Regions from separate parts of the Canis lupus genome. Here region 1 is linked to region 2. A link is a contact called in public Hi-C data. All regions are on one chromosome and are shown on one strand. The core of a region is the stretch at or near the end of the contact, and the rest is flanking DNA. Distances in the headings are between cores, read along the strand shown. Region 1 holds the start of GPR179 (probable G-protein coupled receptor 179). Region 2 holds the start of EPOP (elongin BC and Polycomb repressive complex 2-associated protein).

Region 1 (3,403 bases), core at 833-3,332, 260 kb before region 2:
TTCCTGGTTTCTATCAATGGGTAAAGGGAGGGAGCATGTCAAGACATGTGGGGAGCTGGGGCTCTGATGATCTGTCCAAAGGAGATTTCCACACTTCTCCACTGCATGTATAGACACACACACACACAGAGCTCAGCTATTAACCACCCCCTCACTCTGGCCAAACCAGATCAGAATTGATCACAGCAAAGGAACTATGGAATGGAGCTGCCTGGCCTAAGTGCTCCCAACCCCTGCTCTGGGCTGAGTGGGTAGAGCTGGATAGGAGCCAGGCTGCTGGCTGGCAGGAGGGAGAGCCTGCTGAGAGCAATGAATAGGGACACATAGCTGGAAAAACAATGTGGATTGTTGCACGCCTTGCAATTCTGTGCCCATTTGCTTCCTCTTTCCCACCAGGGCTCCCAATCACCTCTTTATTCCGGTTGCAGGAGGAACTCAGTTATTTGAAGGGTACCAGGCAGGACAGGCAGGACTGGAACCTACTTCATGTAAGAATATAGCCATTGGGAGTGACCCTGGGGACCTGGCCAACTCCTAAACAGAAAGGGCAATGGTTCCAAGCTTCCTCCTGAAGAACTTTTCTTCCCTTGGAGAAACCTCCTTTTGTAGCTCTAGATTGCTAGAGAGCAGCAGGTTTGACTCCTGGAGTGCCCACCTGGCTCCCCCAAGACAGCTCACACATGGCCTATCACTGTCATCCACACCATACCCTCTCCTGCCTTCTATAATCTGGGGGCCAAGACCTATGCCCAGCTGTACACACGCCTATGTGTATACCTATGGATAAGTGGATTGATTCATAACACTATGTACACTCACACCTGTATGTGTTAACAGACAGTTACGGATTCCCAGAGTCAACTGCAAATATACACAGCTGAATGCAAATAGACACATCTGTGCCCCCCAGATACATATGCGTGTGCCAAATGGCCCACTCACAGCTGGCTGGACTTGAGGCCCCCACCCTCACATACCCACAAATGCGTCAAATACTGCACAAACCTACTTACCTGACCTCTGGGCTGAGGTCTGGCTTGAGTCCATAGAAGGTGGCAGAAAGTGTGATAAGCCAGCCAGGACGGAGCTGACCCTCCTGGCATTCCAGAAAGGGAGGAGATAGCTTCACATGCTGCATGTCCCCCACATAGCCATCCCCCTGTGGCCACTTGGGGCTGCCGAGGCTCCCTAGGTCATTGGTCAGCACTCGCTTCTGTAGGGAAGAGGTGTCCGGGGCCCGGGTAGGGCTCTCCTTCTGTACTCTGCTCCCAGACAAGTCTTGAAGGATGGTCTCCTCCCCCATCCGGGTGGCCTGCAGGGCCAGCTGCAGGTGGCTGGCCCCTGGTGGAGGGTCAAAGGTCAGAAAAGCCCGGTATGCCCTTGGGTCCCCCTCGGCCACACTGCGGACCAGTGCCTGGTACCACTCCACATCCTCCTCCACACTGGACTCACGGATGTCGTTGGCTTGTAGCAGCATGTTGAGGAAATTAGCAGCCTGGACGAGGGTGCCTGCTGCCCTCCATAGGACTGGGGGGAGCCCTGGTCTGGCTCCTGCGCCATGGGCTTCGTAGCGCTCACTGCAATTAGCCCCCAACAGCTGTTGGGCATCACCAGAGTAGAGAAAAGCCAGGGCTGCCTCAGCCCTCTCTGGGGGCACCCACATGGGCACAGACCCCAGTCTGACTTGGGAGGACAGAGGTGGCAGAGAGCGGGAGGGCCGCGGACCCCCCAGAGCCCAGCTGCAGAGGAAACAGCAGCCCAGCAGCCCCCACACAGGGTGGGGTGAGACCACTACCCTGGTGCCCATCCTCAAGGCAGTTCTCGGGTACCTTGTGGTCCAGGCTGCCTGGGGAATCTGGTGGCTCAGGAGAGCCCAGGCAGAGGCTGGCTGGCTCCACGCCTCCTATCCTGGCTTTCTCTCTTCCTCTCTCCCCCTCTCTCTCACACTGCGCTGTCTTGCCTGTTTTTCCTGCTCTCTAACGTCATCAGCTGGCTTCTAGATGTAGGCATGAGGGCTTTGCCCCTCCTCTGTCAGTGTGACCCCCCATTGCAAACCCTCTTAATCCTGGCACCACCCCTCTTCCCTCCTCCTCTCATCCAGCATCGAGGCTCCCTCCCCCCACTCCCCATCACACATCGGGCTCCACGGAGAGAGAAATGGGAGGGGAGAGAAAGAGACCAGTCGTTCTCTCCCTCCCTCTGCCCTTTGCTCCATTAGGAGAGATGGGCAAATCCAGGATGGGGCACCATAGCAACCGCAGATGAGCTGTGCCCCTCTCTCCACCCCTCTGCTCCACTCAGCCTCCTGGCAGCGATTGCGACGGGCATGATCTAGGGCCAAGCTTCAGCTCCTGGCAATCTGCTCTGACTGCCTGTACCCCCCTGACACAGTGCTGCTGAACCGGAATTTGAGATTGGGGTGGCAAGGGTGGAGAAGAGAGCCTGATATAACCACAGTGGATCTTGGACAAACTGTGGCAGTTTATAAAGTGTTTTTCCTGTGTGTTATCTCAAGGAATCTTCCCCACTAGCACATATATAAGGTCAATATTCTTATCCCCATTTCACAGATGCAGACATTGAGCTCAGAGACTCACCTGAGATCACATAGTTGCTCACGTTGAGACTCAAACCTGGAGCTCTGACTCTCCACGCTGGCCCTGGTCAAACTCCTATGACCCTGTTACTCAACCTCAGAGACATTAATAAAGCCTCATTAGAGAGGTGGAATCCAAGACCCAGAGAGGTAAAAGGACTTCCCCTAGGATCACACTGGCCTTCCTGACAGAGTGGGAGCCTCAACGAGGAGGCTCCCCTGGATGGGGAGCCTCTCTTCTCCAGCGCCACAGAGGTAACAACTACAGCCAATGCGCTCTCTCTCTCTCTCTCTCTCTGTGTGTGTGTGTGTGTGTGTGTGAGATGGGGACAGGGAGAAGAGAGTGAACAAAGTTTTGTTTCTGCTACTTCCACCTTCATTTTGTCATCCTAAGTCCTATCTTCCTTCATTCATGAAAACTGTGTCTAACTTCTGTGTTCTTTCCGGCTTTCCCCCCCACCTTCCACATCCTTCCTTTCATTGGGCACAATAACTGGTGTGTGTGTCGGGAGGAGGTAGAGTTAACACTCCTTGGCTCCAGAAGGGTGTGGAATCTTGCAGGTAGCCATAAAACAAAGCTCCTGCCTTCCTCTCCCTCTCTCTTCTGTCACTGATGGGCAACCCGTTCAGCCCCAGATCTGGACCCACATACACAGGTTGTCTCTTGTCTCTTGTCTCTTGTCTCTTCCTCAAATCTTTGATGACCCAGAGCACTGAGTGTATGCAGGAAAGGATGAATGATGGTTGCTAAAAACTCCCCTTGCTTTACAGGTAGGCTCTGCAAACAATTCTTCTTTGGAACCTAAG
Region 2 (3,463 bases), core at 68-2,567:
CTGCGGCGTCGGCATCCTGACCGGCCGGGGAGTCCGGGTCGCTGGACCGCCCGGCGGGTCCCGCGAGGTGCTTCAGGCCATCCGGGGCCCAGCCGCCGGTGCACAGGGGGGCGCGAGGGCCCAGCAGCACCGGGCCCCGCGGCGCCAGCTCCCCAGGCCCCAGGTCCAGAGAGGACGCCCGAGGTTTGGCAAGGGCGCAGAAGGCAAGGGCACGCAGGCACAGCGGAGAGAACTCCTGGGTCCCCCGACGCGGCTTCCGGGGTGTCGGGGAGCAGGGCGACCCTCGCGGGGACGCCGGCACTGCGAGGCGGGGAGCGGGGCACAGAGTTTCCATGGAACCGCCCGGGGGGGTGCCCACTGCGGGGGCCCTGGTCCCAGCGGCGGTGTGCCCGGGCTGCCCGAAGAGCCCACGGGCGAGGGGAACATCGCCCCCCCTCGACGGGGAGGTCTCTGCTCACGGGCGCCCCCGGCCCGCAACCCCGGGCCGCGGAGCTCTGGCTCCCTCCTCGATCTCGTCACGCGGCCCTCCCGGCGGCCGGACTCCTGGGTCCCTGCGAGTCCCGGCGCGGTCGGCCGCCCTTCCTGCCGCCGCGTTCCCTGCGCAGCCCCGGCGGGAGCCCCTCTCGAGTAGACCAGGGCGCAGAGGCCGGGGAAACAAAGCGGCCGGCGGCCGCGGGAGGCGGGAAGGACCCCGGGCCCGGCACCCGGTGCCCGGGCCCAGGCGGCGGGGAGGGCGCCTTCCGCCCGCTCGGCTTCTTTCTTCCCCGCTGGCTCCCGGAGACCGCGTTATAGAGAACTGCCCCCTCGCTGCCCCAATACCAGCGCCGGGGCCGCGAGCCCGCCGCTGATTGGGCGCCGCTGCCTGTGACGTTGGCCTGGACCCCACCCCTCCGGCGGCACCGCCCCCGTCCCCATTCCGCACACAGACACACACACGTGGACCCGGCGCGGCGGCGGCTGGGAGGGAGGAGGAGAGGGAGCGTGTGCGGGTGGGATCGCGAGGGGCGAGACGCGCCGCTGCACGTGGCCCGGTGGCGTCCCGCCCTCTAGTCGTCGCGGAACGCGTCGCTTTTCGCTTAGCAGCCACGGTTTTCGCATCTGTAAAATGGGAATGTTCACATCTACCCTCTTGCGGGCTGCATGAATCAACATAGATGGATCGCGAACACTGAGTTGGGTGAAAAACTGAAGTGAGGCGATGGTTGTTTACAAGCTTTGCCAAGGCAGGGACTCCCGCGGGCAGAGAATGTCTCCTTCCTCTCTGTTCCGGAGCCCGAGAACAGCGCCTGGCACACACTGAGCTAAAAAAAAAAGAAAAAAGAAAGAAAAATGTTGAAAAAGGAGTTAGGCATTCAGTGTGTGCAAGATGAACAAAGGAAAAAAAAATCAATGGGGGGGGGCGGTGAGTATTATTTCACCCAGGAAAGATGATAAATAGGCTTGTTTGCGTTTCTCTAATGCAGTTTCTAATGGCCCCTTGACCAAATTACCAGGGGCTGGTTTTCCGGCCCCTTCAAATACCAAGACGCTGCCCTCTGAAGCTGAGCTGCCAAAATGGGCCGAGGAGTCCAGAGTAGGGGACACCTAGACCCTCTTGTCTCCAAGGAGAGTGAAGCAAAAAAAAAAAAAAAAAAAGTGAATTATCTCCCCTCCCAAATAAATCCTAATGATGAAGGACCACCTCTCCCCAACATGTACTATCCCCCTTAACTTTCTTTAGTTTCTGTATAGCTTACTATTATACGAAAGTCTGAACATATTTATTTTTATTGTCTGTTTCTCATTAGTCTGGAAATGAGCTGACAAGAACTTCATCTTAATCACTACTGCATCCCTACTGCCTTAAACAGTGCCCAGACTTAATAGGTGCTCAATAAATATTTGCAGTGAATGAATGAATCCCTGAAGTGTTTCTCTCTTGATAAAAATCAGGTTACTGGAATATGGCTGCTTCCCATCCCCAGAGATATAAAGAAATTGGTATGATAGCTTGGAGTAGGAATATGGAAGTTGGGGAGAGTGTCACAGAGAGAATATCTCCTTCTGGAGCCAGGGTAAGACTGGGTTTCTGTAAAGGGGCAAATGATGCAGCTTGCGTCCTGGGGCTCCTGGCAGTGACAACAGAAGAATCATTTTTCTGTCATCATCAAATAACATTTGGGAGGAAGGGGTTCCTTCTGCAGAGGCCACAGATAAAGGCCCTGAGGTGAAGCCAGGGTTTGAGGAACCGGAGGGTATGATGTTCTATTGCTCCAAAAACCCCCTAGAATCTTCGGTAGAAGCCTTCAGGGCAGTTGTCCTAGGGGATATCCTGGGATCTTGCCAGGTCTGCACTCCAGGATTCCTGAGTGCTCCAAAAGCCTTGGCTCCCCTCCCCACTTTCTGCAACCCCTCCCCCCATACACACACAGGAGGAAAATTCTGGAAGGATGATGATCTTCACAGCTGTCTCTTCTGGGGGACAATGCTGAAAACTCTTACCCTGAGACAGCAGTGACAGATTTCTTTTGCTTATGGGGCGGAAGGCATCTGCTTCAACCTCCCACTGTACTCCTTCAGCCTCCGCTGCTGAGATCCTGGGGAGGGAGTTTGGGCCCCACCTACAGGAACCTGGACTAGGAAACTCCTTTGATCCTCCCCTATAGTCTCACTCATATTTGCATTCCTGTGCCTAGTGTAGTGTTGACATAAGGAGAAAATGCTCAGGAAGTTCTTCAGTATGAATAAATGAATGAATCTTACCTAACCATGCAGATCAACGGCCTCCTCCTTCTCTCACTCCAAAAGCCTTCGGTCCTTCAGATCTGAGTTTAGGGGCTTTAGTTGGGATCATTACTGTTGGGAGTCCTTCCCTGGAGAAGGAATTCCTTCCACCTCCACTTCTCCTTCCTTGAATCAGGCACCCCCAGAATACAGCCCAGATGGGAATGCTGGGTTGTGGGCATGGAAGCACTTTACAAACAGCAGGGGTTGGTGTGAGTAACTCTAGCTGAAAGGACCTGAAGTCATCAAGCCTCCATTTTCAGAGGGCGTAGGCTGGGGGTGCCTGCTGTGCAACCCTGGGCAGGTCACTTACACACTCTGAGTCTCCGTGTCCCTCTCAGTAAAAAGGGGTAACAGTGCTCCTCACCAGTCAGGAGGGTGAGGTGAGCGGGCTGGCCGGGCTGTTGCAATTCCCATTGCCTACAGTAGAGGACACTCGACCCCATCCTTAGCTGGCAAGATGAGGAGGCAACACCCTTCTCAGGAGCCCTTCCCCACAGAGGAGAAAAAGAGGGACAAGGCTGGATGCTGGGTCCCATCTGACACCTCAGGAATAAGGGATAGGAAAGGGCCTGGAGAGAGTTGGAAGCCAGCCCTTCCCCCTCCGTGGCCCATCTGGGTCTCACCCGAAGGCCTGTGTTTAAGGATTTGGGAGCAGCTCAGTGGTCCTTTCCCTGGAAGGGCACAGCAGAGAAGGAGC

Evidence for each region. Hi-C and Micro-C count contacts between places; a contact is called where the count stands out from the background.
Region 1: a Hi-C map of skin fibroblasts shows a contact between it and region 2, with 2.1 times the contacts expected there. The contact joins the promoter of GPR179 here to the promoter of EPOP in region 2. A contact is called at or near these places in 2 of 9 Hi-C or Micro-C datasets (amygdala and skin fibroblasts).

What each region holds. Positions count from the first base shown.
Region 1 is chr9:23,759,390-23,762,792 of UU_Cfam_GSD_1.0, reverse strand. GPR179 (probable G-protein coupled receptor 179) reads right to left here and starts at 2,082. Exons shown (of 12, transcript XM_038547510.1): 1 at 1,014-2,082. The coding sequence starts at 1,807.
Region 2 is chr9:23,500,799-23,504,261 of UU_Cfam_GSD_1.0, reverse strand. It overlaps EPOP (elongin BC and Polycomb repressive complex 2-associated protein), which reads right to left and starts at 1,317. Exons shown (of 1, transcript XM_038547485.1): 1 at 1-1,317. The coding sequence starts at 334.